Regions from separate parts of the Mus musculus genome. Here all the other regions are linked to region 3. The links are chromatin contacts, called in public Hi-C, HiCAR-type and promoter capture Hi-C maps. All regions are on one chromosome and are shown on one strand. The core of a region is the stretch at or near the end of the contact, and the rest is flanking DNA. Distances in the headings are between cores, read along the strand shown.

Region 1 (3,250 bases), core at 207-2,706, 1.5 Mb before region 3:
CAATGTAGTCTTGTGCATTGAAATTTTGAAGCACAATGATAATATCTATTATCAATCTCAACTTAATTTCAAATAGAAAAAGAGCCAAGCAGCAGCCAGGAATTAGCCTTCGTCTCTTAGAAAGTCTGCTCTAGGCAGTTCACAGGATCCAAGATATGCTATTAGTTTCTGCCCCCAGTTATCTTTGTTTTCAAGCTATTTCTCCCTTTCCCACCAGAGTGGCTGGCAATGATGGCAAATTAGCATGGAACAGCTAAGCGCATTGACCACACTGCAGGGAGTGTCATGAATCAACTCCCAATAATATTAAAGGATTATCAGGTCTGTCCATTTTTCTGGATGTGAATGTGGACAGCATATGCACTTAGTTAAAGCCACGGCTAACTGAGCACACTGTCTAGTAGCAGATGTGTGGGTAGTTCCTCTCAAATGTAGGGATCATTTCTGACAGCAGCATTTCTTCTCTTTATTTCAGAGCAATTGGTTGATGAAGATAATGACCACTTTCTGGTCACACGGTAGCTAATACTGCTGAAATGTTTATTCTGTGCCTGGTATTGGGCTCAGCCTGTGACACAAGCCTTCAACAACTCTGTAGGGTATCGTTTTTATTTGAAAAAAGGGGAAAACTATAGCACAGGAGACTCTTGGCTAAGATTGCAAGAGAGACAGACTGGCTGACAGACAGACAGAGCCTCGGGGATATAGCAGAGTTAAGGTGTGAACTTGTGATCACAATGAAGCACTACTGCTTTCTCCTGCACAGTTACAGTATAGGAACCCAAGAACCTGGAGGAAGTATGAGCTTCCCACAGAGTTAAGGGTAGGGGTGAAGTAAAGGGCTGGGGTGTGGCTTGGAGGTAAGCTACTTCTATAATGAGCATGGTCTGGGCTGGAGAGACTAGTGGTGGGATGTGTGATATGGGCAGTAGATATGACTAGCCCAAATAACAACATTAAGCAGAGAGAGAATCTGGGACAGAGGCAAAATGTGACTTCCACAAGGCCTTCAGATTTATGGGTTTTTAAAATCACATTGATTTATTTGGGATATACGGTAAAGGGACCACACACACACACACACACACACACACACACACCATACACAAGTATTGATGTCAGAAGACAACTTGCAAAGAGTTGGTTTCCCCTTCGACTATGCAGGTCCCAGGGGCACACTCAGACCCTCAGGTTGGTAGCAGGTACCTTTTCCTGACCCAGATTTCATGTTCTCTCCAATCTGCATTTTATTAAAGCTTTCAGGTGACCTTATATGGCTTTCTTCCTCCCAGTCTTGCCAGGGCCTGTAGATAGCAAGGGTGTCCACCCCAGTCTGCTTTGGAGAAGAGCGTGGGAGAGGTGGGAATTGATCCTGGTGGCATGGTGGACTCTGGTTGGGGATTCAGAGCAGAGTCTAAGCATTGCCTTCTCTGGTGTAGGGTTTCAAGTGAGGCCTTTCTCCTGCAGGAACAAGACACATCCTTAAACTGCAGGGCTGGCGGGCGGGCCCATCTCTAAGGGAATTGGGGGCCATGAATGGGGTCATTTATTTGTGCTCTGACAAAGCAGATTCAGAGTTATGCTATCCCTAGTGACTCCTTTGTATTCTGCTCTGAAATCCATCCTTCTTTTTTTGTTGTTGTCGTTCGATTTTTAAAATTACTTTATTAGATATTTTCTTCACTTACATTTCAAATCCATTCTTAAGAGTGCTTTTGAGTTTAAGTGGTGTTTTACACAGGCCACATAAAATTCTGGCCACGAGGGGGCTTCATTTTCCCATTTTTCAAAAAAGACCTGTAATATAATACTATAATGCTTTGCCTTGTTTTTACTTTAAAGATAGGCTTGGCTTGGCTTTGTATGGTGCTGGGGATTGAACCCAGGACCCAGTGTGTGCAAATCAAGGACTGTCCCTTGGAGATACACCCCCCACACACACTTATTTGTTTTTGGCAATTATTTAGAATAACTAGAAGGAGCTTTGCAAACCAGGTGCAGTGGAAGCGTGGAGGCTGTAAAAGTCAGTGGCCTTCCAGAATGCCACACAGCAGGGCAGCTCATCAGAGTACTCTATACAACTCCCCTGAAACCTGATCCAAAGGCCAGAGTCTTTAAATGTTGATAGCACAACTATGATGACATTGGGTAGACACAGTTGGTAACTCAGGAGGTCAGCCTCTCTTCCTCTAACAAGCAGAGGTGAATTTTCGTGTACTACCCCCAGGGGCAAGTGCGGCTTGTCCTCAGGGCAAGTGTGGCTTGTCCTCAGGGCAAGTGTGGTTTGTCCTCAGACACTTGCTTATTGAACCTTACATAACTTTCAAATCTGGCTTCAAGGTTGAGCTCATTGCTGTCCCTCTCTCCACATATCTGAAGTTACTGTGACCCAATGCTGGGCTCTAAACTAGAGCTTCCCTTGAAGCAATGGGACTGCTAATTGAGCTAGTGACAGGTTCCCCATTTGTTTTAGAAGGTGGTATATTCCAGAGGTGACAGGGGAAAGCAGTGTTTGGCCTTAGAGGAACTACAGTGGAAAAATAACTCTTCTAAGCTCCTGATTGGGAAAAAATAATCAGGGTCTACAAGTTACAGGAAGGAAAATGACAGCACATTCTCAAGTTAATTTTCATTCCTGAAGAAATAAAAATAAGCTACAGGGAATGATTTAAAAATGTAAAGCCTGAAACTGGCAGTCATGGTACTGTTAAACAGGCCCACGTATATATTTTATAGAAACCGTGGCTTTTCCACAAGTTAAATTAAGCCTACGTCCTTGTAATCTGAGCACACTGTTAATTTTGTATTTCCAGTAGACACTGAAAAGCTATTGTCCTTAGACTGAGAGAGAAACAGTCAGAAATTAAGTTGTTAACAGGTAAATGCCCCCTCCCATGATGGGTAATGTGAAGTAAAGCAATATATGCAGTGTGTGATAGGAAATAGCCTTCATGATGTTAATGGAACTGGGCTGGCTTTAGTATAGTGTTAAAGTAGAGTAGTGTTAAAGAACAATACACTCAATGGCTTGAGAAGATGGCCTACTGATTAGGACACTTTCGGCTCTTGCAGGCTGCAGTTTGCCTTCCAGCATCCACATTGCAGAGTTCAAGACTACCTATAACTCTAGCTTCAGGGGATCAGATTCCCTCTGCTGGCTCCCCAGGGCACCTGCACACATATGTGTATGCATAGACATGCATACATACAAATAAAGTAAATCTAATATTTTTGGAAGTTACATTTGGGC
Region 2 (3,605 bases), core at 792-3,291, 1.8 Mb before region 3:
CAGATTTTTTTTTTTGAGCGAAATTGTGGGGTTTTCTTTTTTTGGATTTAGTTACTGAGGGCACATAGCCCTCCTTATATGCACAATATGCCAAGCGCTCTGGATCCCCGAGTGTAATAGTTATTACTGAGGCACGTACTAAACGATGAACTAAACCCATTTCTCTGTTGTAAACTTTAATCAGAATATTCAATTGTACACTATTACTGTTTTGCAGTGGTACTGGGGGTTGAACCTAGGGTCTCCTGGATGCAGGGTTAACAGAAATTCTATTAGTAGGCTATAATTCTCAGCCCTGAAATGCACACACAATAACATTTTAAAGGAAGATCCTTGGCTAATATTTCCCTGCTTCACATAAGAAGGAAAAGTGCATTTGGGAGTTGTGTATCTGTGAATGAGTGTCTAAAATGTACTTTAAAAATGTGTGACTGATGGCTGTGAGCAGATAATCCAGGGAGTCCTAGACCCTAGATTCTAAAAGTTGTCTTTAAAATTACTTCCTTGTTCTGACAAAATGGGTAAATGCACACACACACACACACACACACAAACAGATAAAAATAATCTCATGTTTTTAATACATTGCTTGTTTTGGTTGACATTCTCCAACTGGCCATTAAACAATATACCTGACTCATGCAAAGATGGTTCACTTTGAGTCTTAATGCTTGCAGAAGGGATTTCCTGGGGCTTGGAATGAGTAAGCATTTGATCACACTGCAAGAAAAGTAGCATTCTTGTGGGGTAAGAAAGATATTCTAATACAAGCATTCTGACAAATCTCATGTGGGGTTACCAGCACACATTTTCAACCGTTGTCATTGGAACACTGGGAGCTGGGTTGCTACGAAGCCGGTATTTCTTGAATTTTCAGACGTACTAGAGTGGGCTTAAGTTATTGAGCAGTTTGAATCTCCTAGCCCCAGCATGCACAAAACAACTTATTAGAGTTAAAATGCAATCTGCTGTCACTTTGGGATGGGGACCTGGGAGCAGAGAACCTGGCTGCTGGACCTCCTAGGTTGCTCAGACAGTTTAGTCTCCTGCCATATGGCCCAGCTTGCCTTGGCAGCTCAGATGGGCAGGCAAGGCTGAGCAGCCCATCTGGCTCCCTGTCTGTCAGTCGTCTCCAGGTCCCTCCAGACCCTCGAGCAATTTCATGATCGATCCAGTCCTAGGCCTGGTCAGCTGTCTCACTGGCTTTCCTTGGCTCTTTCCCTCTCTCACAAACTTCCTGCTTATGAAGTAGCTCCCAAGATCCAGCAAGAGAACTTGGCCAGTTCCCCAATTCCCCAAGTGGACAGTGCGGATAATTTATTAATTGGAAATGTCAACGCATTTCTCGGCAGCCTAGACACCCCCCCCCCCTTTTTTGAGTTTGAGTTTGAAGACAGAGGAGTTAACATGCTCATTGAGAGACATGTTTACGTTCAGGAATTTTCACAAGCGATTATCACTAAGCAGTAAACAGAAGGGTGAGAATTACTGCACGCGTCCAAATTTGATAATCAGGGTGGGGTTGAAGAAAAGGAGAGGGGAACGGAAAAAAAGGATTAGAGTCAGTTAGGACGAAACGTTTTTGCTTTTGAAAACAACAGTGAACTCCAAAAACCCCGCTTCTCTACCCGCCGACTCCGCACCTCCTGCGGGCTCGGGCAGGAGGCTCAGGCCCGCCACTGCTCGCGGCAAAGCTTGGCGCTGCGGCGCGCGCCGCTCGGGAGGCCCAGTGCGGGGGCGCGGGTAGGAGGGCGGGACCCGAGCGAGCACCCCGACACCCCAGACTTGACGTCATCGAGGCGCTGGCCTGTGGCGGGACCGACGGAAGGAGGTTCCCGCTTTGATTGCCGCCCCGCGGGCTTTTTAAAGGTTACCCTGGGGAATACGCTCCAGGAGCTGTGGGAGGAGCGAGGGTCTCGGGGGTAGGAGGGCAGGTTTGATGGGTTTAGGGGGACGAGGCTAGCGGTTTGGGAAGTCGTGGTCCTGCTTAGCCCCTGAGGGGGAGAGGCAAGGCGTCCAGGAACAGCGCACTCACTCGGAGATGGAGTGGAAACTGCAACGCACCGCCCGGAGGAAGATCCGGACGGAAGAAGAGATGTTGTGGGTGCGTACCATCCTTTTCTTTCTTGACCCAACCCTCCCATGGGGCTTCTTGCAGAAGGTACGGTTTGTAATACCCAGTAAGGACCAAAAGATGCCATGAAATTCTACAGCCTAGTTTAAATTTTGAACGGTGTGAAATTTAAGTTCTGGAGATACCTGGTTGCTTTAGAAAGAATGAGTGAATCAGCAAACCCAGGATTCAAAACAATTCCCCACTCTCCGTGACGATTTTCCTAGAGTTTTCTCCCTTCTTATGTTAATCTATTTCCAAAGGAGAACATCATGCGGGTGCTCGCCAACGGCATGAAGCAGCAGCGAAATCAAGGTTCCCCCAAGGTGAGTTTTCTGGGCTTGCCCTTCTGTCTTCATTCTGATCTCGAGCAAATTAATTCTTGCTATAGAAGGCATTTGCAGGAATTATGGGAGAATTAATACAAATTAAAAACCTTTACAGAATCTGAAGACTTAAGAAATGGATTCTCACAACTGATGTAGCTACTTATACCTGCTTAGCGGGCGCTTCCCAGTGTCCGGCTCCACAGAGGATGAAGTGTGGGTGTGTCAGGCAGGCAGTGCATTGCTAGCTGGCTGTTAGAACTTTATCCCAACAGTTGCTAGCTGCACTACCCTCTGCTGCACTCAGAAGCATGCAAAGACGTGGAAATAGTGCCATCTGGTGGATAAGGAGGTGTCTTCAAGACAGCTACTAAAAGCTGGATCCAATATAGTATTTCTGCCCCTTAAAGCTCTAACCCAAAGCTTGCAGTTCTTTTTAAAAGAGTGTTCTTTTGAAACTCATTTTTATTACCTTGTGTTTATTTACCTGCACTTATATCTGTGCATCACGTGTGTGCGTGGTGTCCGCGGAGCTCAGAAGAGGGCTTCTGATCGCCTGGAACTGGAGTTTCAGGCTTTTGGGGGCCGCCCTGTTGGTGTTGAGAATCTAATCTGTGTTCTCTGGAGGAGCAGCCAGTGCTCTTTTCAGCCGCTGAGCCATCTCTCCAGCTCCTGTACTTTCTTTAATGGATGAAAAAGTTAAATCCTCATCTGACTCACATCTCTAGCACCACTTACTTCTCTTTACACCAAATAGCCCACATGCTTTTAAATTTAGATTATTAGCTAAAATCTCACCATTTGAATATTTTTCTAGATAACATACATTTTTCTATATTCAATCAGTGACGCTTGAAATCAAATATATAGCTGGCCTTTTAAAATGCAGTGACTAATGTCACCTATAGAGAAATAACATTTAAAAGCCTTTACATTGTGTCTTTAGTTATGTTTCCTGCCCAAATTATTTTATCTTCTAGATACTTTACTGCCTAATTCAATTGAACTTTTGTTAATTCATTTTTACTTTGCTAACATCTTTAACTTAACATTAAATTTGGAAAACCCAAGTATAAGAATACAGAGTTCTTAGTCAAGCACTTAATGCCAGCACTTGGGAGGCAGAGGCAGGTGGATCTCCCGGCTCCAGGCCAGCCTGGTCTACA
Region 3 (3,324 bases), core at 17-2,516:
ATCTCAGCCCTAAGAATCTTGTAGAATAAAGAGGATATTTTCAAAATGAATGGCATTATCCTGATGTCATGGTCTCATAATTGGATTTTTAATATTTGAATAGAGTAAAACATTATTGAGCTTTGTCTTTGTCCTTGTTAAGATTTTATTTCTTATGTGTGTGGGTGTTTTGCCTGTATGAGTGTCTGAGCACCGCCTATGTGGATGCTGGGAATTGAACCTGCGTCCTCTGGCAGAGCAGCCTAGCACAGGCTTAACCCTGTCTCATCTCTGAGTCCACCAAAGGAAGTTTTTAGGAAGAGCTCTTAGGCAATTTTTGAGGTCCCACCTGCCCTCTCCGCCCCCAAGCAGGAATGATAGGCTCTAGCCTTTATATGCACCAGTTTGTTTGCAAAACCACATTGAACTATGCATTGTTTCTTAGCCTATTGAAGATATTGCTCATTGCTGTCACTGGAAACGACCCAGGAGCCCAGAGTGACTGTCAGTTTCCTCGTTTACCTAACAGCATGTGGACATAAATATTTAACCTTAATGTTTAGCAACCTTATCAAAATAAATGTTGATGCAAATCATAATCGGGCTTATTACTCCCCTCTGCCCACCCTTCCCCTTCTGCATTTCTATTTCTTCCTTGAACTGAGTACACCCATCTTGCCAACTATTTTCCTTCTGGAAATTTATTACCCAATTTTTACGTTCCCATAGCTTGACACAGAACGTGAAATGTCCTTTCCTTCCGTATTTGTTACTATTTTGGCAAATGTATTTGGCACAAGAATCTCCTCGGTGAGACTTCCTACAGCAGGTGACCCAGCCACGCCCCCCGCCACTCTCAACTGAAAGGTAAGGTTTTTACTAAGATTACAGTTGGAACACAGTTACGGTTAACCCGGACTGAGCGCCCAGCGAGGGCCACTTAAATCCACGTACCCACGCGACAACTAAGGCAGAGATGTGTACCTAGGAAGTCTGGATGGGGTCGCTGGCTCAGAAACTCCTGAGCGCCTAAAACACTGAAGTGACAGTCAGATACCGTCTCCACGCTGCGAATAAGAACCCGGATCCCACACTGGATGGAGGGGCCGCATAGGTTAGCCTGGGGAAGGCCACCCTGCCGGGTCACACAAGAGGTCGCAGCACTGGGATCCAAAAGCAGAGTAAACTTTTGTGGGTGCAGGAGGCGTGGCGGGGCGGAGCGAAGTGTACGCAGGCGCAGTGTCCACACGCCCGGGGTTGAGCACCACCCAGAAGGTGGAGCATCCGGCTGCGCATGCGCTCTGAGTCACCGGCGCCTCTAGGGGTTGGAGAACTGGCTTCGCGGTGTGTAGCGGGATGGTTCCTAGGTGCCAGGTAAGAGTTGGTTCGCGCGGCTGGGGCGCCCCTTCCTCTCTAACTCCTCCCGGGTTCCGGGTCTTGCGCCTGCTGCTCGCTGAATGTCAAGTTCTGTCCCCGAACTCTGGTGTCCAGGTCATGGCCTTCACGACCGATTACCTAGACGGTTTTTTTCCCTACCATTCCGGATGATTTATTTTGACACTTTTTAAAATTAAAACGCTCCTAGTTAGGAATTATTGTGAGGAAATGCGCATCACCCAATGATTGACAGGCTCAGGATAGTTTGCAGCAGCCGTGATTATTGTGGAGAGACCGAGTTGTACTGAGTGACAGGTGAGACCTTGTGCACAGTCAGGTCCCTTAGTTCCCAGGCTGATTACACGGGTTTGGCCTAGAAACTACCAGTTGATCCTGTAATTCAAGCCCATTTGCTTTGCTGCATGTCAAATGTTCTGTGTTTTGTAACTCAATCGTAATGTAGGACGGAATCAAAGGTCATTTGACCACTGTGAAATGAAAGCTAGGCCTTTGCTGACTGGGTTATTTAATTTACTTGTGTAATCCACCCCCTGACTCAGACCTCTGTCTCTGCTTCGCGGCTGATGGAAGAATCGATTCCGTGTCAAGTCAGACTTAGCATGTTTTCTAAGGAAATTTAGTAGGATTTTAATGCTGCCACACAAGCTTGAGATTGTGAGAGGTCTGAACAGTAGGCAGAAATCAGAAGTGATTTTAAAGCGTTTGTCTCAAATATGAATCTATAGATATATGGAAGTGTTTTGTTTGTTTGTTTATGTTTTTCGAGACAGGGTTTCTCTGTGTAGTCCTGGCTCTCCAGAACTACACTCTGGTAGACCAGGCTTGTCTTGAACTCACATAGATCTGACTGCTTCTGCCTCCCCAGTTCTGGGTTTAAAGACATGTGTCACCACCACCAGGCCAATACTGAAGTTTTGTGAGCCATTGCATTTGGGGAGCGAGGAGCCTTCTTGGTGCGGGTTATTTAGACTATCCTCTCTCCTTTCAGATTGACGTGTTGTATTTTGCAAAAAGTGCTGAAATAGCCGGAGTTCGCTCGGAGACCATTTCTGTGCCACAGGAAATCAAAGCGTCAGAGCTGTGGAAGGAGCTAGAGAGTCTCCATCCTGGGTAGCTAACGTTATAGAGTGCATATGATGAACATGTAAAGGTTTCTAAAATGTGTAAATTACGTGTGAGTGTGCGTATGTGTGTTCTCACACAAGAGTACTAGTTCTTTTAAAATTCTTGAAAATTTAAAACTCTGGTATTTAGAAACATCCAAGTACCACAAGGAACACCATAGATAATTTACTAGAAAAGCAGTCAAGTGGATGCCCCCTAGATATGTTTATGTAATTTACAATCATTTTTCTAATTTCTAAGACAGAAAAATGCAAGTTCTGCCTTTTATAGCCTAAGATGAAAAATTGAAAGATGCTGTTAAAAAGATACATTATAAACCTTTCTGTCCTTTTCTCTCTTTTAAAATACTCAAAAGTTTCTGAGATTGAAAGAAAAATGAAGTATAACAGACCCTACATGCTTCTGAGCTTGGGTTTTATAATATTTGAAAATTTCTCACTGGCCCCTGAAAATCTGAAATGAAACTTATTATTTTTCCCTGAAGCCCTGTCGGGATGAGCTATAGAATGGCTGGACACTGTCCCAGGAACACGAGTGGTGCTGCTTCAGCCTGCGGAGAGAGGTTTCCCCCAGAGCTCTGCTCTGTGCGGAAGGTGCTATACCAGTAGCTCCCAACCTGTCGGTGGCGACCCCCCCCCCAAGGGGTCGAATGACCTTTACACAAGGGTCACCTATTAGATAGCATATCAGATATTTTCATTACGATTCATAACGGCGGCAAAAATGACAGTTATGAAGTAGCAATGAAGTAATTGTGTGGCTGGGGGTCACCACGATGTGAGGAACTGTATTAAAAAGGGTGGCGCCGTTCGGAAGGTTGTG
Region 4 (3,598 bases), core at 418-2,917, 1.9 Mb before region 3:
CCAGCACTCGGGAGGCAGAGGCAGGTGGATTTCTGAGTTCGAGGCCAGCCTGGTCTACAAAGTGAGTTCCAGGACAGCCAGGGCTATAGAGAAACCCTGTCTCAAAAAAACAAAAAACAAAAAACAATAATAATAATAATAATAATAACAAAATAAAAATAAATAAAAACACTGACCACAAGCAACTTAGACAGGAAAGGACTTAATTCAGCTGATGTGTTTACAATCCATCACTCAGAAAAGCGAAAATGGGAACTCGGAGGCAGAGACCACAGAAATGCTGCTCACGGGTTTCTATAGCTCCATCACCCAGTGCAGGCTCACCTGCCCAGGAAGGTACACACCATAGCGCACTGGGCTGCCCTCCCACATAAATCAGCAATTAAGAAAATGCTCCAAAGACTTGTCCAAGGGTCAGTGTGGTGAAGGAAATTCCTCAACTTGAGAACTGAAGGTAACTGACAATAAGGGAAATTCTGTGTCTTCTTTGTGTGGCGCCTACACTTGAGCATACAGTGGAGGCCAGAGGACTTCCAGCATCCTACATTACTCCCTTGAGACAGCGTTTCTCACTTATACAACCAAGAGGCTAAGTTAGCAACCAGCCAGGCCCAACAATTTTTGTCTCTGTGCCCCACTGTGCTGGGGTTACAGTGCTCACACTTTTTATGTGGGTACTAGAGATTTGAAACTAGGTCCTCATTCTCAAACAGAAAGCTGTCTTTTACACTGGCCATGTCCTCAGCCCTAGAGCAATGATTTTTTAAATTAATTAATTTATGACTGGATTCCAGGTAAGAAGCAGAAAGACATAGCTTTTTTTTTTTTTTAAACCAGTACTTTGCAACTACTCATGTAATAACGGACCGAATCAATCATCAAGTGTAAAACGCTAACGGAAGAGAAAACTAGTTTGACCGAGTGTCATAGGGGCACTCTGGGAATTCCAACCCTAAGGACCTGAAATAAGAGGATCTCGAGTTCGAGGGCTGCCCAACTTACATAGCGATATCCTGAATCTGACTTTATTATTATTATTATTATTATTATTATTATTATTATTATTATTAATTTATTTTGGGAAAACTACAACTTGGAGATTAAATCTCTTCCTTCGGTAGCGATTTGCCTTCGCGGTTTAAGAACCCCCTACATGTCTTCCCCCTTGGCTCATCTAGTGCCTCGCTGCTTAAAGACTATGTGAGAGGTTTTGTGGGTGACAAGCCCCGCCTCGCAAGCAAAGCCGTACCTGGCCTGCTAAGCTGGGGTTACAGCCAAAGCATGGCCTAAGGAAGCCACGCTGCGGCCGGACAGGCACGAACACCGAGACCGCCCTCCCTCCCGCAAAATCAACCTTTCCTCTCTCCCCAACGGTTTTTTTTTTTTTTCCCCTCAATCTCCTTAGCCTCTTGACTCCATTCAAACACTTTCTGTGCTCCTCGTCTGAGTCGTGTTTCCTTTACCGGCATCAAAAACAAGAAGAACGAGAAGAAAAAGAGCTCAGAGGTTTTCCTTACCCGGCCTTGTCTGCAGACCCTGGTGGCCCCTTCCATTTCTCTTTCTCTTTGTCTTTCTTGGCTCCTGCTGCAGAGGTCGAATCATCCTCGAAAACGCTGAAAAGCTCATCCCCGAAAGCATCCGCCATCTTTCGGAACTCTGAGACCGAATCTCCCTCCTACCCAAGAGGCCCCGCGACCGTACCCTACAGTGACGCCGAATGGGGGGACTCGACGGTGGCCCGGAGGAGTCAAAAGTGAGCGAGCCTTGAGCCCCGCGTGACTTTTCTCCTTTCTAGTCTGGGTCCTGCCCCTTTTCTCTTCCAACCACTGCGAGTCCGGCAGTTCAATGACTAAAAACTTAGCGACCAGTGGCGCACGACAGCAGCCATGCCGCTCGCTCCCGGGAGCCGAGAGGCGGAGTCTGAGGACACGGGCCAATTGAGCCGGAGCCCCAGCCGCGGAGCCCGGATGGAGGAGGCTGGGTGGAGGCGTGGGAGCCGGCAAACGTGAAGAGCTCTCGGGCTTCTGCTGTGCCGCAGCGGGGATCTGGATCTGGAAGACTACTCTCCTGCAGCTGAAACATGGGCGGCAAAAATAAGAAACACAAGGCGCCGGGAGCTGCGGCGATGCGGGCCGCCGTGTCTGCTTCCAGAGCCAGAAGTGCAGAGGCCGGAGCTGTTGGGGAAGCCCAGAGCAAGAAGCCGGTGGCCAGGCCGGCGCCCGCCGTCCCCACCGGCGCCCGGGAGCCCCGAGTGAAGCAAGGTAAGCCCTGACCCAGTGCCCAGCCTTCTGCCCTCAGACCCTGCTTCTTGTCCAGCAAAGACTCACAACGTGAGCTGATGAGATCCAAACTTAGACATCTTCCACACCTGAGCAGTGGGTGGGGTGGCCTTGTAGATCGGTCTAAGGGCCTTTGGCCATTAAAGTTACAAAAGTAACTCTGTTACAGCGTGGCTTCGCCTTTCTAACTCACTCTTTTTTTTTTTTCTTTCTCCTTCTAAGAACGGAGTCATGGCATCTGCTGTTGTTCAGCAGGAATCCACTCTGAGCTGTCAGAACAGCCGCTCCGCTAGTTAAGAGAGTTGTTAAGGGAAGTGCTTCTGGCTTGATGCAGCTCCATGTTCTGTCAGATCTTAATGTCTTCTTCAGCATCTATCTACATAAATATCCTTGTATGTTCCAGAAAAGTCAGTGTTTCCTAAGAATAACCACACTTTACACATTGGACACTGGATTGACTTACAGTAAAATTCTATGCTTGTCAAATCCTTGCATTTTTTTGCTTACCCTGCAGATTGATTTGATAACTTGAAGGTGATTAGTTACGGCCACTCTTTCAGCTAGTTTCAAAAACATCAAAATTATATGTTGTTTTGTTCTGTTTGATCTGTTTGCTTGCAGTAATTTTTTTCTATAACAAAAAACTTGCAAGCATATGTGCTTATTGATACATAAATACCAAGCATCTGACTGGTGATAATAAGACCGAAAAAAATGGAAACCTTCGCTCCAGAGCAGCTTAGGAATCTAATTTACTAATCACACAGACAGTCGTGCTTTATAGTTGTTAAGCTTCAGAGAGAGAGAGAGCATGCCCATGAGTGTTTAGCAGGGTGTTTTGTTTCGGTTTTTTTCCCCCCAATGGTGAGGAGTCATGAAAAGTGATAGTTGAGCTGAAATTAGAAGCTGTCTAGAAGTTAATCCTGTAAAGCATGGTAGGAATAACATTCCCAAGATCTTGAGTTAAGAAAGAGCTTGGAGGGGGCTGGAGAGATGGCTCAGTGGTTAAGAGCGCTGACTGCTCTTCCAGAGGTCCTGAGTTCAATTCCCAGCAACCACATGGTGGCTCACAACCATCTGTAATGAGACCTGATGCCATCTTCTGTGGTGTATCTGAAGACAGCTACAGTGACAGCTACAGCGTACTCATATTAAAAAAAAAAAAAAAAAAAAGCTTGGAGCATTGTGTGTGTGTGTGTGTGTGTGTGTGTGTGTGTGTATGTGTGGTGGGGGATTTATGAGAAAATAAGCTAGTGGCATGGCGCACTTACTCCTAGAAAGTAATCCTCTATAAATGCAAATTATTAGACTTGTAGTTT
Region 5 (3,368 bases), core at 409-2,908, 1.2 Mb before region 3:
AGTTCGCCGATGGCGTCGTAGGCGTCTCCAGTGAAGGCAATGGCCTGATTCAGACCCACGGAGAAGGCCTGCTGATCCAGCTCAAAGGCTTGGCTGAGACCCCGGAAGGACTGGCCCACCTTCTGATACTCCTTCTTGAAGCCAGTCACCTGCTTGCGCGCAAACTCGTTGGCGGTGTGGTTGAGCTGCAACGCACTGTCGTCCATCTTCTTGGTGAAGCATTTGAAGCCATCTATCTTGCTCTCCACCTCCTGCAGGTCCAGGGCGGCGGCAGGTGGGGTGCTCAGAGTGAGGAAGAAGTTGGCGCCCACCATCTCATCCTTCTCAGCCTTCCGCTTACCCTGTTTCCAGGCCTTCTCATCAGTGCTGCTGGGGCAGGTCAGGAAATGCTGGAAGACGTCGCACTGCGCCAGCACCGGGTGGCTGGCCATGTGGTTCATCCACCAGATCAGACCCTTCCTGCGTTTGGAGATGAAGTCCTCTTCGAAGCGCCCGGTGGCCTGCTTCTCAGGCAGATGGGGCACCGAGATGACTGGGAATTTCTCCGCCAGGCGCGCATACAGCCAATCGAAGTGCTTATAGCGCCTGTGCACGGGCACCTGGGTATGCGTGGGCACCAGCTTGTAAGAGATGTAGCTCTTCATGCCCTTGAACTTGGTCTGCTTGGTGGGGTCGTCGATGGTGCACTGGAAGGGGTAGGGGTTCTCCTGCCACTCGGGGCCGTAGGGACCCAGCACCACGCACAGCTTGTCCCCATCCTTCACGAAGCCTGACGCCTCTCCCAGCACGAAGGCCTCCCCGCCCGACTTGACGAAGGTGGAGAAGCGATTGAGGTTGCGGCTCACCGTGGCCGAGCTCTTGGCTCCAGACGCTTGGTGCGCCGGGGGCGCCGAGACGCCGCGGGAGCCCAGAGACAGGTCCGAGCGGGTGGACAGGCGGTAGCGGCCGGCCGCACCGCCGCCCGCCGACGACGAGCCGTCGAGGTCCGGGTACGCGCCGCTGCCCAGCGCGCCTGGCTCATCGGCCACCGTGGAGCTGTCGTCCCACTCGTCGTCCCAGTCATCGTCGCTGCCCAGGCTGGCCTGGTATCCACCGTAGAGCTGCTGGGGCGACGGCTGCAGGGCGCCCCCGCCGTAGGGAAAGCCGGCGCCCGGCGGCTGGAAGGAACCGGGTGACGCCTGCGGCTGCAGCAGCGGCGGGAAGGCGGCGGGTGGCGCGGCGGGCAGAGGCTCGAAGCCGCCGGGCGGCACGTTGGCGTAGCGGGCCGGAGCTCCCGGGCCGCCGTCGGCCGGAGGGCCAGGCTCCGGCGCACGGATCACCTGCACGTAGGAGGCCGGGAAGAGGCCGCGGTCGCCGCGGCTGTTGATCCCTTCGAGCCAGCCCTCGATGTCCTGCTCGCTGCACAGGCTCAGCACCTCGTGCTCCCGCAGGGAGATCTCACCGGGGTTCTCGGACTTAAAGTCGTAGAGCGCCCGGGCGCGCAGCGCCATGGTCCCGAGCCCGGCGCCCCGAGCTCGGGCCGGTCCGAGGGCCCCTGCAGTCAGGATCCCCCCCCCGAACGCCGAAGGGAAGCCTGGAGGGCAGCGCACCGGTCCGCTCCCCGCTCCGCTCTCGCCCTCCGTGCAGCTCGGCTCGGCTCGCAGCAGCGACTGCAACTCGGGGCCGCCGCCGGCCGGGGGCGGGGCCCGGAGCGCCCACGTCCCCAGCAGAGCTAATCCATTGCCGAGAGCCGCGTGCCAGACGAGAGCAAGCGACGGCCGAGCAGCCGTGCCTGCGCCGACTCTGCGGCCGCCGCTGCCACCTTGTGGCGGCTACGGAAAAGGCGCGCGCTTGAGTGACCACGTGGTGGGTGGGAGGCTTTCAGAAGTGAATTATCTGAAATTGTTTAGATTTGTACGTTAGAAAATGTGGGGTAGGGTTTTTTTTGTTGTTGTTCTTTTTTTGTTTTTTGTTGTTTTTGGGGTTTTTGTTGTTGTTGTTTTTAAATAGATTATTTATATCTACGATAGCCAGCTGTTACTTCTCAGAGTAAATGCTCTTAAAATGACCTTAACCCAAGCTTGTAATAAAGGCGTTCACAAAGAAGATTAGCTGTTGCACTGATAAGTACGTCTTTGCCAGGGTTAATGTGTAGTAACTCACAAGATCCTCATCTTGTCACTAAAGGTGCGGTTCCCTTCCTTCCTGTACTCTCTGATCTTGTACACAAGGAGTGGAGCCTGGAACAAAGCTGGAATTCGGGAAGATCCTTGTTTGACCAGAGGCAAGGGTGGTGCAGGGAAAGAGAGCTGAGAAGTCTCCAGTGAACGTGCAGAGTTGGGTGCTAGCACACGTGCAGCGAATGAAAGCTCAGGCTTCAGGGCCCAGGGCGCAGGAGCCAGGCTCGGTTCTGGCTCTGACTGGCTGTATGACCTTGAGCCTGTCACTTGCGCTGTCCTTATCTCTGAGAGTTTGTGGATTGTGTGATAATGGCTTTCTTATCTTACAGGTGACTGAAGTGAAATGCTAATATACTCGGTAAGCACTGTCCACTTGTTGGCTGCGGCTGTTATGAGGGGAAACGCGATCTCTGGCCTCTTTTCTAAGAGAGAAAGAAGGGTCCTAGAACTAGTTATAACTAGAGCTGTCATAGGTGTGGTACGCAACAGGCTTACAACTTTACACTTCCTCCTAGGTCATTGACAAAACCTCTCCTTTTCAATAAATTTATGTTAAGTAGATCAAAAATCACTTCCTGAGAGTTTAATAGACGTATGTCAATATCCCGTGGTTGCCTTGTTTCAAATCTTTTCCTTCAATATGTAATTTGCCCAAGGCTTATTTTCTCACGCTCCGCTTACTGAGTCTAGCCTAATCCTTTGAGGATACCTCTAACTGGAGTTCTACAGTCACGTGTCATGAATTTCCGCCTGCCCTCTGACCCCTTCTATGGCAATCCAGCAATCAGACCAGAAGATTCCATTCTCCTAAGCACGGCAGCTAACTTAGCATCCTGTTCAAAGCCACTAACGAAAGTACACCACACTCGGCACCCGCACTGGGCCTCCTATTGCACAGCCTTAACTCAATCTCCTGAGCTCTTTCTGAAGTGCAGCAAGCACTTTCAGCTCAAAATTCCGAATGTGACGATTGTCGTGGAGACCAATCAGTGAGATTCAACTTGCCATAGTCGGAAACATAAAGTCAACACCAACTGAACAGCTTAAATTATGTATGATCCATGAGATATTCACCTCGGATGGTCCAGATAAAACACAACGGATTAGTCAGTAGTAAACTTTAAATTCGAGAGTTAGTTACAGTAACTTCAGGCTTATCTCAGGTATAATGATTCCATGAGTTTACGTGAAAGTCTGTTCAAAAGGGTT
Region 6 (3,702 bases), core at 212-2,711, 1.1 Mb before region 3:
AAGTCTGACTCTCATTTACTTGTAAGCTAGTCAGGGATAAGCTTAAATTGGTTATGCTACATTTTGGCACCCAATGTGGGGCAGGAACCCACGACCTTGAGGTTAAAAGTCCTATGCTGTACTGATTGAGCTAGCCGGGCTTTTCACCACACCAAGCAGCCCACCTCAACAGGATTGCGAAAGACCAAAGGGTGGGTCTAGGTTCAGTGACGACTATCACCCTGCACCACCCGAGTGTATTGTTTAGAGACATAGGAAGTAATAAAGATTACACAGGTATATATTTATCTTAATAACATGAGGGTTAAAGGCTCGAAAGACAATAATTCTCAAGAGGTTCATCAATAAGAGACCAAAATATGGGTGGATAGACTTGGCAACAGATGCTTTTAATAAGGATGGCAACCTGATGATCCACAATCTTCCTAACTACCCCTCTTTTTTGTGTCAGAGAGAAAGGAAAAGTATAAAATGGGGGGGGGGTTGTTAACGACAGGAAGGGTGAACAGTGGACCTTAAACCAAAGCACCCCCTCTACCGACTTCCTGTTTTCCATTATCATCTCTCTCCTCTTTTGAAAGCGACTTCCTTTCTGTTACTCGCTTGGAACTTGTTTTTTTCTTTTTTTTTTTTTTCACTTTTACGGATGGATATGAATTATTCACCTTACTAAGGCTCAGACTGATGTTTCTACACATCCATATGGTCTGTAATAACCTCATTTTTCATTCCCCAGCTACCCACCCCCTTCCCAATCTCCAGCCATGGCTACTCTACATTTAGCTGACTTTTAAAGCTTCCATATATGAAATACACATGGTACTTTAAATTCAAAGCTCTTTTAGTTTTCTTGGATTGACTACTGTACTATATTAGTTGATAGCCCTCTTACCCCTTACAGCTGTCCTTGTTCTTAAAACAAAAAAAAAAATCATGTAATAAATTTCTTTATGATAGAAGGTTATTTCAAACATCCAGGATATATGAACATCCATGAGAGAGGGGTGTGTGAACAAGACAAACACAAATGCCGTGTTTGAGCATCTATTGCATGCCAGGTGCTGGTTTAGGAGAAAGGGGCAAGAACCACTTCTTCATGTGTGACATAACTGGAGCCCGAATGTGTAAAGCTGGCATTGGCGAAGGAAAAAAGTCCAATATACCGGTTCCTATACTTGTTTCGTATCTATCACTTCATTAAACTGGCATGTCCTGCTGAACCATTTCAAAACAAATGTGAAACATCGTGCATTTTATCCTTTAATACTCTAGCATGCATTTTTTAAAAAACACCTAAAGCCGTTCAGTCTCTGATAATTACAACACCGTTATCACACCTAACAATTAGTGATAATTCTCTAATCCACTGTGAACACCCAGCTGTGCTTTAGACTCCCCCGGCGTTTGATCCTCAGATGGCTTATCTACTCAGCTCTGATCCGGGAGAGGCTGGCTTCTACAGCCAATCAACATCAACCAATGGGAGGTGCCCATAGACAGGCGAGGCAATGAGGCACACTAAGCAAGAACCAGAAAGTGGGGTCAGAGCCGGGGAGGAGCCAGGTTGCTTTTTCTCTTCCTCTCCCCACCAAGTCAGTGCCATGGCGTTGGCTGCATCTGCCACTCTCTCGTTAGGCAGCTACTCTGAGCTCATCACTCTCCCTAGGCTCGCTCCTTCTGCTCTCAGAAGGGCAGGCATTGGCTTCTCTGCCAAGCCACGATGTATCAGCAACATACTGCTTCCTTCACCCTGCCCATACATCTCTGCAGTCTCTTCATCAAATGAGTTATGACTGAGTTCTTTTTACTTTGCTGTGTCTTTCCTGTGAAGACCCCCCGCCTCGTATTTGAACAATAATAGTCACATTCACCCAATGTGTGCTTTTTTAACCAAAATCCAATCAAAGACCTTGTGTTGGATTTGTTTCTGCCCCTTTAGTGTCTGCAGAGTCTTCCTTTCTATTCTGAAGCCCATTCCAATCCTGTTACAGAAGGCACGCGTGCCTACGCATGCGCAATGTGTCCAGTTGCTTTCTCACAGTGTCACTTAGCTCTTTTTGTGTCAGCGTTAACTTGAATCTAGTCGAATCTCTAGATCCAACTTCCATTTTAACCATGTTAACCAGAAGACAGGTCATTTCATATAATTTATGAAGTGTTAGCACAAGAGTCACATGTGCTAGTAATAGTGGAATCATTAGACAGTAATTTCAGTTACCAAAAGAGAAAAGGCCATATTTTTCCATTGTGATTGTTAAAAAGAGCCCCATCATGCTATTTACAAGTAATCTGTTAAGCCAATACATTGTGATAGGGTTTTTTTGTTTTTTGTTTTGTTTTGTTTTGTTTTGTTTTGTTTTGTTTTGTTTTTTTATCCCACGGTGACACAGACATAGGCCAGATTAGACCGGGTTAAAAGTAGATAATGCAGGCTTATTAGAAGGCAGCTCTCAGGTGGGTGCACCAATCTCACAGGTGGAGGTCTGTGAAGTCACAAATCCAGGCTAAAGCAAGGGGGTTTTATGGGTCTTTGGTGTAGGCTGATGACTCGAGAGCTAGGAGCTGGGATTATGTCTATACATGGTCAGAAAATGAGCCCCTGAGCGGGCACTCTTGGGTGGGTTGCTGGAAACACAGAGACAAGGGTGATGATGTGTTTGAGCGAGGGAGTTTTCTCTAGACAGAGTTGGGAGAGGCAGACAGGGTTTCCCAGCTTGTGCAGGAGATGAGCAGGGGTTCCAGCCTGACACAGTGATGTGATGCGAATCTCTGTCCTCTGCCTGACCGTTTTAACAGCCGTTATCCATCCTGCGCCTCTATGACTGTCTCGTTACATCTTGCAAATGTATTTTGTTTCTCTCATTACTTCTCATAGTAGACAGCATCCCTTTGTATTGTGTCTTATTTATTTTTCCCGATTAGAGTTGTTACAGTAAAAGCAGGCTAAAAACCACATCTCTCCCCCTGTATTCAATTTCTCACTTTGAAACCAGGTGATCATTGCAATGCTAGAAACTATCTATACAGAATTTCATTAATGAGGTCTGACAATTCAATACAATTAGCTTAATTGGTTGCCAAGGAAATTGAGTGTTGTACCTTCTGATATGAAATGAATTCAGCAGATCTGCCCTTTTTTTTTTTACTTCTGATTATTGCTGCTGTGGTGTCCTGGGCCACCCTAGTCACCTATTCAGCTTCAGCCCTAATAGAAGCACAAACCCTAGACAGCACAAACTGTAGGAAGAAAAAACATTATCAGCAGCTGGCAATTACACCGCAATTAGATTGTGATCTCATAGGAGTACTCAAAAATGCATCCTAAGGGCTACATCTTCTTTGTGTGGTAGCTGTTAGTTTCACAAATCTTTGATCATGAGGTTCTGGGCGCTAAGCTCCAGTGTCCTGTGCTTTCTCAGTGTGTATTCTGAAATAAGCCGTTCTGATCCCCTAAGTGCTGCTGTCTGGAAGAAATAATGGATTTCTAAAAGCTAAGTGATTAGACTTTCTGGATTCTGTTCGGGTTTTTATATGCAATCATTGGGGACTAGCCATTTGTTATCCTTAAGCGCCCTTTTGAATGTCTTGGTCACTTGATATTTGCCATCATGGGTGTATGCCATAGGTAGCTACAGCCATTTGCCAAGTGTCCTGTGGAGAATATGACCTGCTAGTCAGGATGTCAAACCTCCTCTGGATGGC
Region 7 (3,543 bases), core at 589-3,088, 1.0 Mb before region 3:
TTCTATCATTCAGAATACTCCTTTGACATGTGACATCCGAGGAAAGAGTATGAGTTCACTATAAACTTCACTACATTATGAAACTTCATAAATGTTTAACAGCTGTATAAAGTTTTATTGTGTAAGTGTGCTGTGTTAACAAATCATAGGAGACTCCTCCTCTTCTTTTTCCGAGACAAGGTTTCTTCTCTGTGTAGCCTTGCAGGTGGTCTCCAACTCAGGGATCTGCCTGTATCTTTGCTGGGATTAAAGGTACCACCAGGCCGACAAAATTCTACTATAATCATTGCAGGAAATGTTCACTTAGAACACTGTCCACAGCTCTTATCCTAAGAATTTCTAGAAATGGAATTACTGGTACAAAAGATATGGCACCCTTTTAATATTCATTTTTGAATACACGTGTACAGACAGAGCTGGCCTTTATTGATATAATTTTCAAGATATATGTGTTTAAGTAATAACTTCTTAAAAGGAGTTGTTCTGTTTTGTTTTGTTTTACTCCAGGGTTAGTAAGTCTCAGTTGCACTAAGCCAGTAGATTCAATTTTGATTTTTATTTTCTTGCCATTCTATATTTTACTCCTCTCCATACCCAACTCCAAATGGCATGCTTATCTTGTCTCACCTTTGCCTTGACTGTCCTTTCTAGCCTGAATCTTGGAGGTGAAAGAAAAAAAATCCAGAACTGACCGTTGTCTTTATCTCGCTTGACTCCCATTTTCACTCAATTCCAAGTAATTCTTTTTTAAAAAAATTTTAAAATTTTTCTATTTTTTATTTTTTGGTTTTTCGAGACAGGGTTTCTCTGTATTTCTCTGGCTGTCCTGGAACTCACTCTGTAGACCAGGCTGGCCTCGAACTCAGAAATCCGCCTGCCTCTCTGCCTCCCAAGTGCTGGGATCAAAGGCGTGCACCACCACTGCCCGGGCCCCAAGTTTGTTTGTTTGTTTTTTTGAGACAGGGTTTCTCTGGATTTCTCTGTGTAGCCCTGGCTGTCCTGGAATTCGTTCTGTAGACCAGGCTGGCCTCGAACTCAGAAATCCACCTGCCTCTGCCTCCCAAGTGCTGGGATTAAAGGCGTGCGCCACCACCGCCCGGCTTGCTTTTTTTTTTCTTTTTTTCTTTTTTTTTTTTTTAATTTAGGAAACGCACAAGTCTCAAGTGCACCGGCTCTGTTTTTCCTAAGATAAGGTTCACAAACAGTATTACTTGGGTCCTTTAGAGGACTTTCACAATCCCACCGCTCATTCTATTCAGGTACATTGGATTAAGCATGCAAAGATCAGATGCCTGTCTCCTTCAATGTTTGGGGTGATCAATTTACTTGTGAGTCTCTAGGTTCCTAGTCTGGACTGCACTGGTGCTGAGCCGCAGGAAGGTCAAGTTCAAGTTGTCCGCCGTAGCAGACACCCACACCCTGGAGGGTCAATGCAGTCCCCAGTACTGCACAGTTTGCCTTCTTTAAGGTGTCTGCCCTTCTAATCCGCAGGTCCAGGGCGTTTCAAGGCCACAGGAAGGCGCTCGGGGCAACTGCCTCCCACCGCCCTGGGCTGCTTTCTTAAGGAGGGGTGGGCGGGGACGCCGCCGCCGCTGCTCTTCAATCTCAGGCAGGCTGCTTGCCGGGTCTCGAGCGGACTAGAGGCTGAGAGTCGGCCTCCCGGGGCCGCAGCGCGTTTCCGCCCGCCCCTCCCCCAGCAAACAGGAACCAGCACCGTCCCGGGTCCCGCGCTTCTCTGCTGCCCTCCACCGGGGGGACTGCCTTTTATAGACACTCCGGCCAATGAGCGCGCTCCTTTTCCTCGGCCCGCCCTCCCAGCCAATCGTCGCTTCCCTGGTGTAATCTTCGGCTCCTCGGCTGCTCTCGGCGATCTTCGCTGTTGCTGGCTTTTTCAGGAGCTGCTCGCTGGCAGCCCGAGACGCTGCTGCTTTTTTTTTTTTTCCGGGTTCGGAGCCATTCCGGATGCTTTAGGCTGCCGGATGTCTGATCTCCGGATAACTGAGGCGTTTCTGTACATGGATTATCTGGTAGGTGCGGGGCGCCGGCGGCATGTCGCCTCTCGGATCTCGCGGTGGCCCATGGCCCCCTGCCTGGAGCAGCAGCCTCTCGGCTTTCTTTCTTTGGGATGGGATGCCTTGGGTTGCTTTCTCCCGGGGCTGGCTCTGAGGGGCGGCGGCGGGGGGAGAGGACGGGCTGACAGGTAAAGGCGCGGAGGGGACCGGCGGGACTGCGGGAGATGGGGCCACGCTCCGCGCGCCTCTCCGCGCTCCCGGCGCAGGACTTTCTTTCCGGGGAAGCTGGAGTTTTCCGCTCTCCTCTTAGCAGAACTCCAAGAGCTATTAAAGAGCCATAAGCAGAATGGCTCGCTAAGTGCCTGGCAGGTCCGGTCATTTGGTCGTTATTAGATCTCTAAAGGAATGACCTGGGTCGTGGCGGGATTTTAAAAACACATTACCAGAAAGTAGACTGGACTAAACCACATTGCAACCCGGCCTGAGCAGGATTGGGCAGGGACAGGCATTGCCCCGCGGCTGTGGTTGTGGTGCACGCCGCTTTTGTGCATGGTGTGCATGGTTTGGCAATCGGTTTGAGATCAGCCCCGTGCTGGGAAGTTTAGGTAGGAAAAGTTTTTTTAGCACAGCGCTGGAACGGAACACTTAGACGTGTTTCTAGAATTGTGCAAGCCTCGTGTTTTCGTTCCAGAAATTGTATTTCCACAGAGCTGCCTGTTTGTGGTCAAGCAGATCCTTTTTGACATGAACCGTGTTCGATCCTGCCCATTTTCTGCGTGGATGGTGTCAGAACGAACGGCTGTTGCCATGCAGTGCTGAAGTAGAGGGTTAGAAGTGTTGGCCCTTCTGTCATCCTGTAGGACACATGGTTTTTCCACTGCAGATTGGCCTAGCAGAGATTTGTCAGTGCCTTCTAGGAATTACACTTAAGGCTGTACGGAGAAAGACCGAATACTTTCCAGACCAAGAAAGAGAGGGCTGCGTTGTAACGTTACCAGTGTATGAGGGTTTATTCAGGTGTGTAGAAACTGGCAAGGATGGAGACCAGTTAGTGCGCGACCTTGAGAACAGAGCCGAAGTCAGAGTCTCAGTTGAATTTTGGTTTTGCTGTCTATGTATTCATGGCAGTGACTTCTATCTTTGTCATAAAGGGGTGTTATCGCTGCGCCAGGTTAGGTGGGCTATCTGTGAACATTCTTTAAGCGTCCTTGTAGGTTGATGATTCTCAAATATGTCCAGGAGGCTATTTTGAAAGTTAAATGGTTGGTTGATTTGTAGTTTACCCATATCATGCTATGGCTATGTCTTGTAATCTGCCCCACAAAACGCCAGTTTGCTGAGAAAAAAAAATTACCAAATAAGAAGAAAGTATAGGGCATCTTACCTGTACTGCTAATTTTGGATACTTAGTGATTCGGAGAGGTATTCGGGGCGGGGGGTGGGGGGTGGGGTGGGGTGGATTCTCATGATCTGCTGAGACTGTTGTAGTACTTCAGCACATAGCTGTCTTTGAGGTAGCAGGCCCACTAAA

The links. Promoter capture Hi-C pulls out the DNA fragments that hold promoters and counts their contacts. A called contact is a pair of places that touch in the nucleus more often than the background predicts. HiCAR-type assays count read pairs that join an accessible place to other places.
Region 1: a contact with region 3 is called in a promoter capture Hi-C map of hippocampal neurons, with 5 times the contacts expected there. The contact joins the enhancer-like site here to the promoter of Mocs2 in region 3. A contact is called at or near these places in 4 of 39 promoter capture datasets (the 3T3-L1 cell line, cranial neural crest, hippocampal neurons and 1 more), 1 of 484 Hi-C or Micro-C datasets (cortical neurons), 1 of 115 datasets of contacts at active chromatin or transcription factors (astrocytes) and 1 of 9 other capture datasets (embryonic stem cells).
Region 2: a contact with region 3 is called in a HiCAR-type map of astrocytes, with 2.5 times the contacts expected there. The contact joins the promoter of Cdc20b here to the promoter of Mocs2 in region 3. A contact is called at or near these places in 1 of 39 promoter capture datasets (pre-B cells) and 1 of 115 datasets of contacts at active chromatin or transcription factors (astrocytes).
Region 4: a Hi-C map of B cells shows a contact between it and region 3, with 5 read pairs. The contact joins the promoter of Mtrex here to the promoter of Mocs2 in region 3. A contact is called at or near these places in 4 of 39 promoter capture datasets (hippocampal neurons, liver and pre-B cells) and 1 of 484 Hi-C or Micro-C datasets (B cells).
Region 5: a contact with region 3 is called in a HiCAR-type map of astrocytes, with 5 times the contacts expected there. The contact joins the promoter of Snx18 here to the promoter of Mocs2 in region 3. A contact is called at or near these places in 10 of 39 promoter capture datasets (the 3T3-L1 cell line, 3T3-L1-derived adipocytes, the C10 cell line and 6 more), 2 of 484 Hi-C or Micro-C datasets (Sertoli cells and liver) and 3 of 115 datasets of contacts at active chromatin or transcription factors (astrocytes, large pre-B cells and stem cell-derived neural progenitor cells).
Region 6: a promoter capture Hi-C map of hippocampal neurons shows a contact between it and region 3, with 5 times the contacts expected there. The contact joins the enhancer-like site here to the promoter of Mocs2 in region 3. A contact is called at or near these places in 13 of 39 promoter capture datasets (the 3T3-L1 cell line, 3T3-L1-derived adipocytes, the C10 cell line and 9 more), 3 of 484 Hi-C or Micro-C datasets (the 3T3-L1 cell line, the HPC-7 cell line and cranial neural crest) and 1 of 115 datasets of contacts at active chromatin or transcription factors (embryonic forebrain).
Region 7: a HiCAR-type map of astrocytes shows a contact between it and region 3, with 4 times the contacts expected there. The contact joins the promoter of Arl15 here to the promoter of Mocs2 in region 3. A contact is called at or near these places in 7 of 39 promoter capture datasets (the 3T3-L1 cell line, 3T3-L1-derived adipocytes, cranial neural crest and 3 more), 3 of 484 Hi-C or Micro-C datasets (B cells, Th1 cells and forebrain), 7 of 115 datasets of contacts at active chromatin or transcription factors (the 230-238 cell line, the NIH/3T3 cell line, astrocytes and 4 more) and 1 of 9 other capture datasets (liver).

Annotation. Positions count from the first base shown.
Region 1 is chr13:113,335,600-113,338,849 of GRCm38.p6, forward strand. The region is part of intron 5 of Cspg4b (chondroitin sulfate proteoglycan 4B); the gene reads left to right. Among named protein-coding and RNA genes, the nearest start is that of Gm41070, 27 kb to the right of the region's middle. Within about 2 kb of position 1,457, at least 21 of the 459 cell types and tissues checked have an H3K27ac peak or open chromatin away from gene starts, as enhancers often do.
Region 2 is chr13:113,033,338-113,036,942 of GRCm38.p6, forward strand. It overlaps Cdc20b (cell division cycle 20B), which reads left to right and starts at 2,042. Exons shown (of 12, transcript NM_001281487.1): 1 at 2,042-2,104; 2 at 2,377-2,439. The coding sequence starts at 2,042. Mir449c (microRNA 449c) reads left to right here and starts at 2,646; the gene lies at 2,646-2,754.
Region 3 is chr13:114,816,971-114,820,294 of GRCm38.p6, forward strand. It overlaps Mocs2 (molybdenum cofactor synthesis 2), which reads left to right and starts at 1,267. Exons shown (of 6, transcript NM_001113374.1): 1 at 1,267-1,353. Gm34790 (a long non-coding RNA gene) reads right to left here and starts at 1,254. Exons shown (of 3, transcript XR_382937.4): 1 at 964-1,254.
Region 4 is chr13:112,925,713-112,929,310 of GRCm38.p6, forward strand. Mtrex (Mtr4 exosome RNA helicase) reads right to left here and starts at 1,668. Exons shown (of 27, transcript NM_028151.2): 1 at 1,518-1,668. The coding sequence starts at 1,645. It overlaps Dhx29 (DEAH (Asp-Glu-Ala-His) box polypeptide 29), which reads left to right and starts at 1,968. Exons shown (of 27, transcript NM_172594.3): 1 at 1,968-2,261. The coding sequence starts at 2,081.
Region 5 is chr13:113,616,906-113,620,273 of GRCm38.p6, forward strand. It overlaps Snx18 (sorting nexin 18), which reads right to left and starts at 1,659. Exons shown (of 2, transcript NM_130796.4): 1 at 1-1,659. The coding sequence starts at 1,490.
Region 6 is chr13:113,698,125-113,701,826 of GRCm38.p6, forward strand. No RefSeq gene overlaps it. Among named protein-coding and RNA genes, the nearest start is that of Gm31276, 36 kb to the right of the region's middle. Within about 2 kb of position 1,462, at least 13 of the 459 cell types and tissues checked have an H3K27ac peak or open chromatin away from gene starts, as enhancers often do. A contact at or near this core is called in hippocampal neurons, where this site is marked.
Region 7 is chr13:113,792,670-113,796,212 of GRCm38.p6, forward strand. Arl15 (ADP-ribosylation factor-like 15) reads left to right here and starts at 1,839. Exons shown (of 5, transcript NM_172595.4): 1 at 1,839-2,027. The coding sequence starts at 1,980.